Regions from separate parts of the Sus scrofa genome. Here region 1 is linked to region 2. A link is a contact called in public Hi-C data. All regions are on one chromosome and are shown on one strand. Each heading gives the region's core, a stretch centred on a gene start, on an enhancer-like site or on the middle of the called end of the contact. The rest is flanking DNA. Distances are from core to core; before and after follow the strand shown. Region 1 has its middle 41 kb from the start of ETS1. Region 2 has its middle 330 kb from the start of ETS1.

Region 1 (2,762 bases), core at 112-2,611, 370 kb after region 2:
TCAGACATGATTCTCTCTTAAAATATGACTTAGCCAATGTCCCCAAACAAAAGGGAAAACTTTCTCAACTTCTCTCACAGAGGAGTGGTGGGACCCACCCGGGGAACCCTCTTCCTGGCCACAAAGCACACACGAGAGCCGGGAGGCGTCTGGAGTCATCTACGCACGCTTGTTTCCAAGATGACACACGGGGGGCGGGGAGCAGAGTGTGTATGTTGGAGGGGCGTGGGGTGGGGTTGGAGGAGAGCACCGGGTGGGCAGAGATGGCCCTGGAGCAGAAGAGGTGGCAGGAGAAAGCCGGGGCATTGGTGTGGGAGGTGTCTGCTCCCCAGGATATCTCTCAGAGGACCCCGGGGACGGGAACAGTCCTTGGAGATGACCCAGCACGAATCCCGCCCACAACATCCCTTTCTTGGGCTCCTTGGGTCTTGGCTTAAACTCTTCCCTTTCTGCCCCTGGCAACCAGTGTCATCTCTGGAGTCCTGTCCGTGTTACAACGTCACCTTGCAGCTGGTAATCCCATGGAGGGGAGGTGGAAGAGGTAGCTTGTCGGCGTTATTTAGGCCAGCGCTCAGACCTATAGTGGCTTATTCCCATGGAAAGGAGATCCGGTTTAGGAGAGGGAGAGTGAGCGGAACGAAGAGGATTGGAAGGCGAGAAGGAGGAGGAGGAGGGAACCTGGGCCGGGGGGGAGGACCACACCAGGTACCCACGCATGGGCTGGACCTCGTCATCCGACCGACGCGGAGGAACCCAGGCCCAGGCTCGTCTCACGCGGAGGGTTCCCTCTTGACCTGAATGTAGTCCCACGTGCCCCGTGGCTGACTCCCTGGGGTTGACTCCCTGGGGTTGACTCCCGTTGCTTGCTTTCTACGCCTCTTGATCACCCACAACCTGCGTCTTCCTGTGCGTGGCTTGATCGTTCCCCAAAATAATACGAACAGCTTTAGGATTTGGAAGTTCAAAGCATTCTTCCTAAAAAGTGATACTGATACCTGAGTTTAGAGGATTTTCATTCTTGATGATGAAATATGAATGTAACCCTTTGGCTCTGAGGCTGCAGGACCAACCGCATAACAGACCAGCACAAATGGGTTTCGTGATCTGAGGCCTTGTCCTCTATTCCACCTGCTGAACCAGCGGGTCTCCAAGCCCTGGGAGGGTCCCTGCCTCCCACCACTGTGTCTTCCTCCCGGTGTCACCCAGGAAGCCCACATCGGACAGGGAAGCTGGGGGCGAGGGCAGGGAGAAAAACCCAGGCATCTGAAAGAGGATGATAACACGGCTAACTTGCCAAGTTTTACACTTTCTGCGCGCTACTGAGATCTAAACCTCTGGGTTTGGGGCTGACTTAACACTGGCCTGGGGTGACTTCCTGTTTTTCAAGAAAAGAGATGCGTAGTCACTCAGAGAGTGTTCTGGGCGCCAGTCAGCTTTGACAAAAGTCTTCTCCAGACACCAGCAGAACCCGGCTGGAGAGAAAGAATCAGACCTGGACAAGAAAGTTTTGAAGCCAGGTGGGCTGTGCTTCCAGAAGGGTGGAGGCCAGGCAGGGTCAGCCTCTGCCCGCCCAGGTCGCCTTTTCTGGGCACCGAACAAAGAAAGTGGTTCTGAAAGAGGGTGACAGAGGCACATGCTCCCTGCTGGGAGCTGGCTTCCTTGCTGCTTGTTCTCCATTTAATCACAGAGAAGGGTCCTGAGCAGGGGTTGGGGGGCCAAAGTGCACTGTGGGGTCAGCAGGGCAATGGCCCTCCTGGACTTTCTGGACTAGACCCAGATTCTTTTTCTTTCTTTCTTTCTTTCTTTCTTTCTTTCTTTCTTTCTTTCTTTCTTTCTTTCTTTCTTTCTTTCTTTCTTTCTTTCTTTCTTTTTTTGGTCTTTTTAGGGCTGCACCTGTGGCATATGGGGGTTCCCAGGCTATGGATCCAATCGGAGCTGTAGCTGCCGGCCTACACCACAGCCACAGCAACTCGGGATCCAAGCTGCACCTGTGACCTACACCACAGCTCACGGCAATGCCGGATCCTTAACCCACTGAGCAAGGCCAGGGATCCAACCCACGACCTCATGAATGCTAGTCAGATTCATTTCCATGGAGCCATGACAGGAACTCCACAAGACCCTGTTTCAATTTGCCATCTGAATGTGTCCGTAAACCTAGGGTCAGACCGCAGGTCCCACTGGCAGAGCGGAGGGAGGTCACCATGACCTTGGGAAGCACTGGTGGGTCAGCTTGGACCAGGCTCGGGGTCAGGCCTTCCTGATGGCTCTGCAGAGAATAGCATGGGTTCCACAGGTGCCCCCGACTCTGCATACTCCTGAACAGCAGCCGCTGTCACCACCCGATGCCATGACATGGAGGTCCTGCCCTGAAGCACGGCACAGCCTTCACTCAGTGTGGTTAAAGAAGTGGGTCTGGGTAGGAATCTATTACTCACCCCTCCCGAGCCTACGCTCCTGAGAACAGGGCATAGTTCTGTACCTCCTAGTGCCTTGTATACAGTAGGCACTCTAATGAGCAGGTGCTGACTGAGTCTCATGGATTCTCTCTCTGGAAGGAGAGGCGAGGAAATAAAGAACAGGATACAAGTGGGAGGGAGTTGCGCTGAGTCCTTCCAAAAGCGGATCCACCAGACCCTTTACTCTTCGCCCTGCTCAGCATCCTTAGAGGGGTCCCATCTGGCCCCAGCCCCAGCTCACTACAGGCCACCGTGGTCCCTTTCCCCTCCGGCTTCCACTTTCTTCTAATACTCTGTTCTCAT
Region 2 (2,700 bases), core at 140-2,639:
TGTCTGCAGAATTGCTGCCTTCCTCCTCCATGTGCTCTCACCCTTTTTATGGCAACAACGCAGACTTAACCCTGCTTTTGGCCAAAACAGCTCTTTCTTCCTGAGATGTTTACTGTGTGCTTCCCTTGTCCCTTGTCATGAACACCCCTTCCTGGATGATAATTGGTTGGTTGTCTGTCCTCTCCAATACGATCTTACATTCATGGGCCAGCAACTGCTCACACGTTGTCTGGCACATAGTAGGTAGTCAATAAGTCATTACTGAGTATATGAATGTATCTATGAATGAGACTTGGTGTATTTAGTGCACTAGGAGATGAGTCAACAATCTGAGGATTTAGCCAATGAATATTTTTCATGCACCAGTAATTTAGAAGTATGGCAATAAAATAGATTAAAATATTTTCTTAAGATAAGAAAAAAAGTTATCTTCTTTTCCTTCAAGAAGTTTTCATTAGGGTGAGTGGGGTGGAGAACAAGATATACTGTTAAAAATGTCTGATATGAATTGAGTCAGGACCTACTAACCTCAAAGTTTCACACTGAGAAGGGATTGGATATTATGATGCATCAATGTTCCTGTAACGTTTTTTATCAGTAGCAGCAGCATCCTAAATATTAGAGCCCTAAGTCGTTGTCTTAGGTCAGGAGAGTAGGTCTATTCTAAAATTAATATGTAAATATAGTTAGGATAAGTGACAACCTCTGTGCATTCCCCAGGAAGGTTAAAAAGTCCATGCTAAGAAAAAGAATAAACCAGTACAGGTTAAAGGGCCAACATCACAGGAAAAATATTTAATGCTCCAATGCTCCTTAGATTTTAGGTTAAGAAGAAATGTCTAAAGTACCACAAAGCTGTCCTTCGTGTGAAGGTCCTTGGTAAAGATAAGCTGAAACAAAAACACCTTTTTGGTCTTTGTCTGCGTCAGGATAAACTTCCTTCTTAGACTGATAGCAGATGGCAAAACGTCAGGTTAACTTTGGGGCAAACTAATTCAGGTGGTGTCAATATAAATATAGCTGTTGACTTGTTGTGGACAAGCAAACCATTCCAAAACAAAACCCAAATATTTTGTTATAGGCGATTTTGCCTTCAGATCATATTTCCTGTGTTATTCATGCACTCTGTGTCTTTTTTGTTATTACTACCAATATTTGCATGTAAACAGGATCTCTGTTGCTTAGCAATTTATTATTTCTGTTGTGTCTTCTCTGCTGCAATTGCTTTAGTTTTCTAGTGGGCAAGAGATTTATCTGAATTCTCTCCATGTACAAAACTTATTCCATTTTCAAATCTGATAATAAGTTTGTTTTGGAACAATACACTTAAATGTTCTTCAGACTCATATTTCTAGTCCGATTGTCACCAGAAACAAGTTGAGAAGATCTTTTGCATTTGGTCACTGTTGCTTTCTGTCTCATTTTATTTGGAATCACCCTATACATACTTTGATCACTGAAGGCTCCTGGAAGGATATTCACTAATTATTTTTGGCAATTGAGCAACACTAGGGGAAAAGATTCCAGCATTAGAGAGCTGGCTAAATATATTACTGAGTTTATGATAAAAATATACAATGAAACTATTGAGCTGCTAACCTTGAGATAAACCTACATGTATTGAAATAGAAAAGTGATCAGAATGTATTTAAAAGTGGTATGTGGCAGGGGGGGGAAGCAAGTGGAAATACATACATAATATAATCTCATTTATATATAAAACTGGGTTTGGGGAGCATCTAGATAGACCTGCTCTTTCACTGTGTACTCTCTGTCCTGCTATTGTGCTTTTCCCCCCTCTCCTACAACTAACTTCTATCATTTTTATAATTAAAAAACATGTAATTCAGTCAAGAACAGGTTCTTATTTTCTCCTTTTTCTAATTTTCTAATAGTCACGACAGCAGGAGCAAAACAAACTGTGAAGTTATGAGAATGTGTTCTCAGCTTCCTGCAAAGCAACAGACTCTTTCAAGAGGGTCCCTGGTCTCTCAAGAACTCTCACAGACACCATGAGAGTACCCAGGAAATGAGAACCCAAGGGTTTGGGTTTAAATAATAACTTCTTACATTATGGAATGAATATATGTCCTAAGGGTAGTGAATACTGACATTGGTTCCAGCAAGAGGAAACGTGAGAACAAGTTCTCTCCACTTGAATGCTGTCCTTTTTGTCTTTCTCCTTCAAATGAAATAACAGTTGTAGGCATCTTGGATCATAGGTGCAAATCAGCCCTTCAGCCACCCCCAAAATTCCCCCTCCCCCAAAAAGAATCAAAGCATCATGTCCAAGAAGAAAATTGTACAATATATGCAAATGAACTCAGCTCAAATTAAACCTCATTCTTTATCTACTAAACAGACACTATAGATGGCCTTTCCTCGGGTACCACCCCACCCCCTGTATGGGTCACTCTGGGTTCTTTTTTTTTTTTTTTTTTTTTTTTTTCCCACTGTACAGCAAGGGGCTCAGGTTATCCTAGATATATACATTGCATTACAGTTTTTCCCCACCTTTCTTGAAATAGTATGTAAATAGTTCATGTATCAGCAATCTTGTAATCTATTTATTTGTTGATATACTTTGTTTTCTCTTCAGATCGTATAAATCTTTCGCCTTTTATTTGGGTTCTAAGTTGATTAAAAGTATGAAGAATACCATGACCATTGTACTCTGTTGGACTTTGAATTTTGACAAAA

Evidence for each region. Hi-C and Micro-C count contacts between places; a contact is called where the count stands out from the background.
Region 1: a contact with region 2 is called in a Hi-C map of blood, with 5 times the contacts expected there. The contact joins two enhancer-like sites. A contact is called at or near these places in 5 of 47 Hi-C or Micro-C datasets (blood, embryonic fibroblasts, fetal skeletal muscle and 2 more).

Annotation. Positions count from the first base shown.
Region 1 is chr9:55,551,355-55,554,116 of Sscrofa11.1, forward strand. No RefSeq gene overlaps it. Among named protein-coding and RNA genes, the nearest start is that of ETS1, 41 kb to the left of the region's middle. Within about 2 kb of position 1,362, at least 15 of the 83 cell types and tissues checked have an H3K27ac peak or open chromatin away from gene starts, as enhancers often do.
Region 2 is chr9:55,184,097-55,186,796 of Sscrofa11.1, forward strand. No RefSeq gene overlaps it. Among named protein-coding and RNA genes, the nearest start is that of ETS1, 330 kb to the right of the region's middle. Within about 2 kb of position 1,390, at least 3 of the 83 cell types and tissues checked have an H3K27ac peak or open chromatin away from gene starts, as enhancers often do.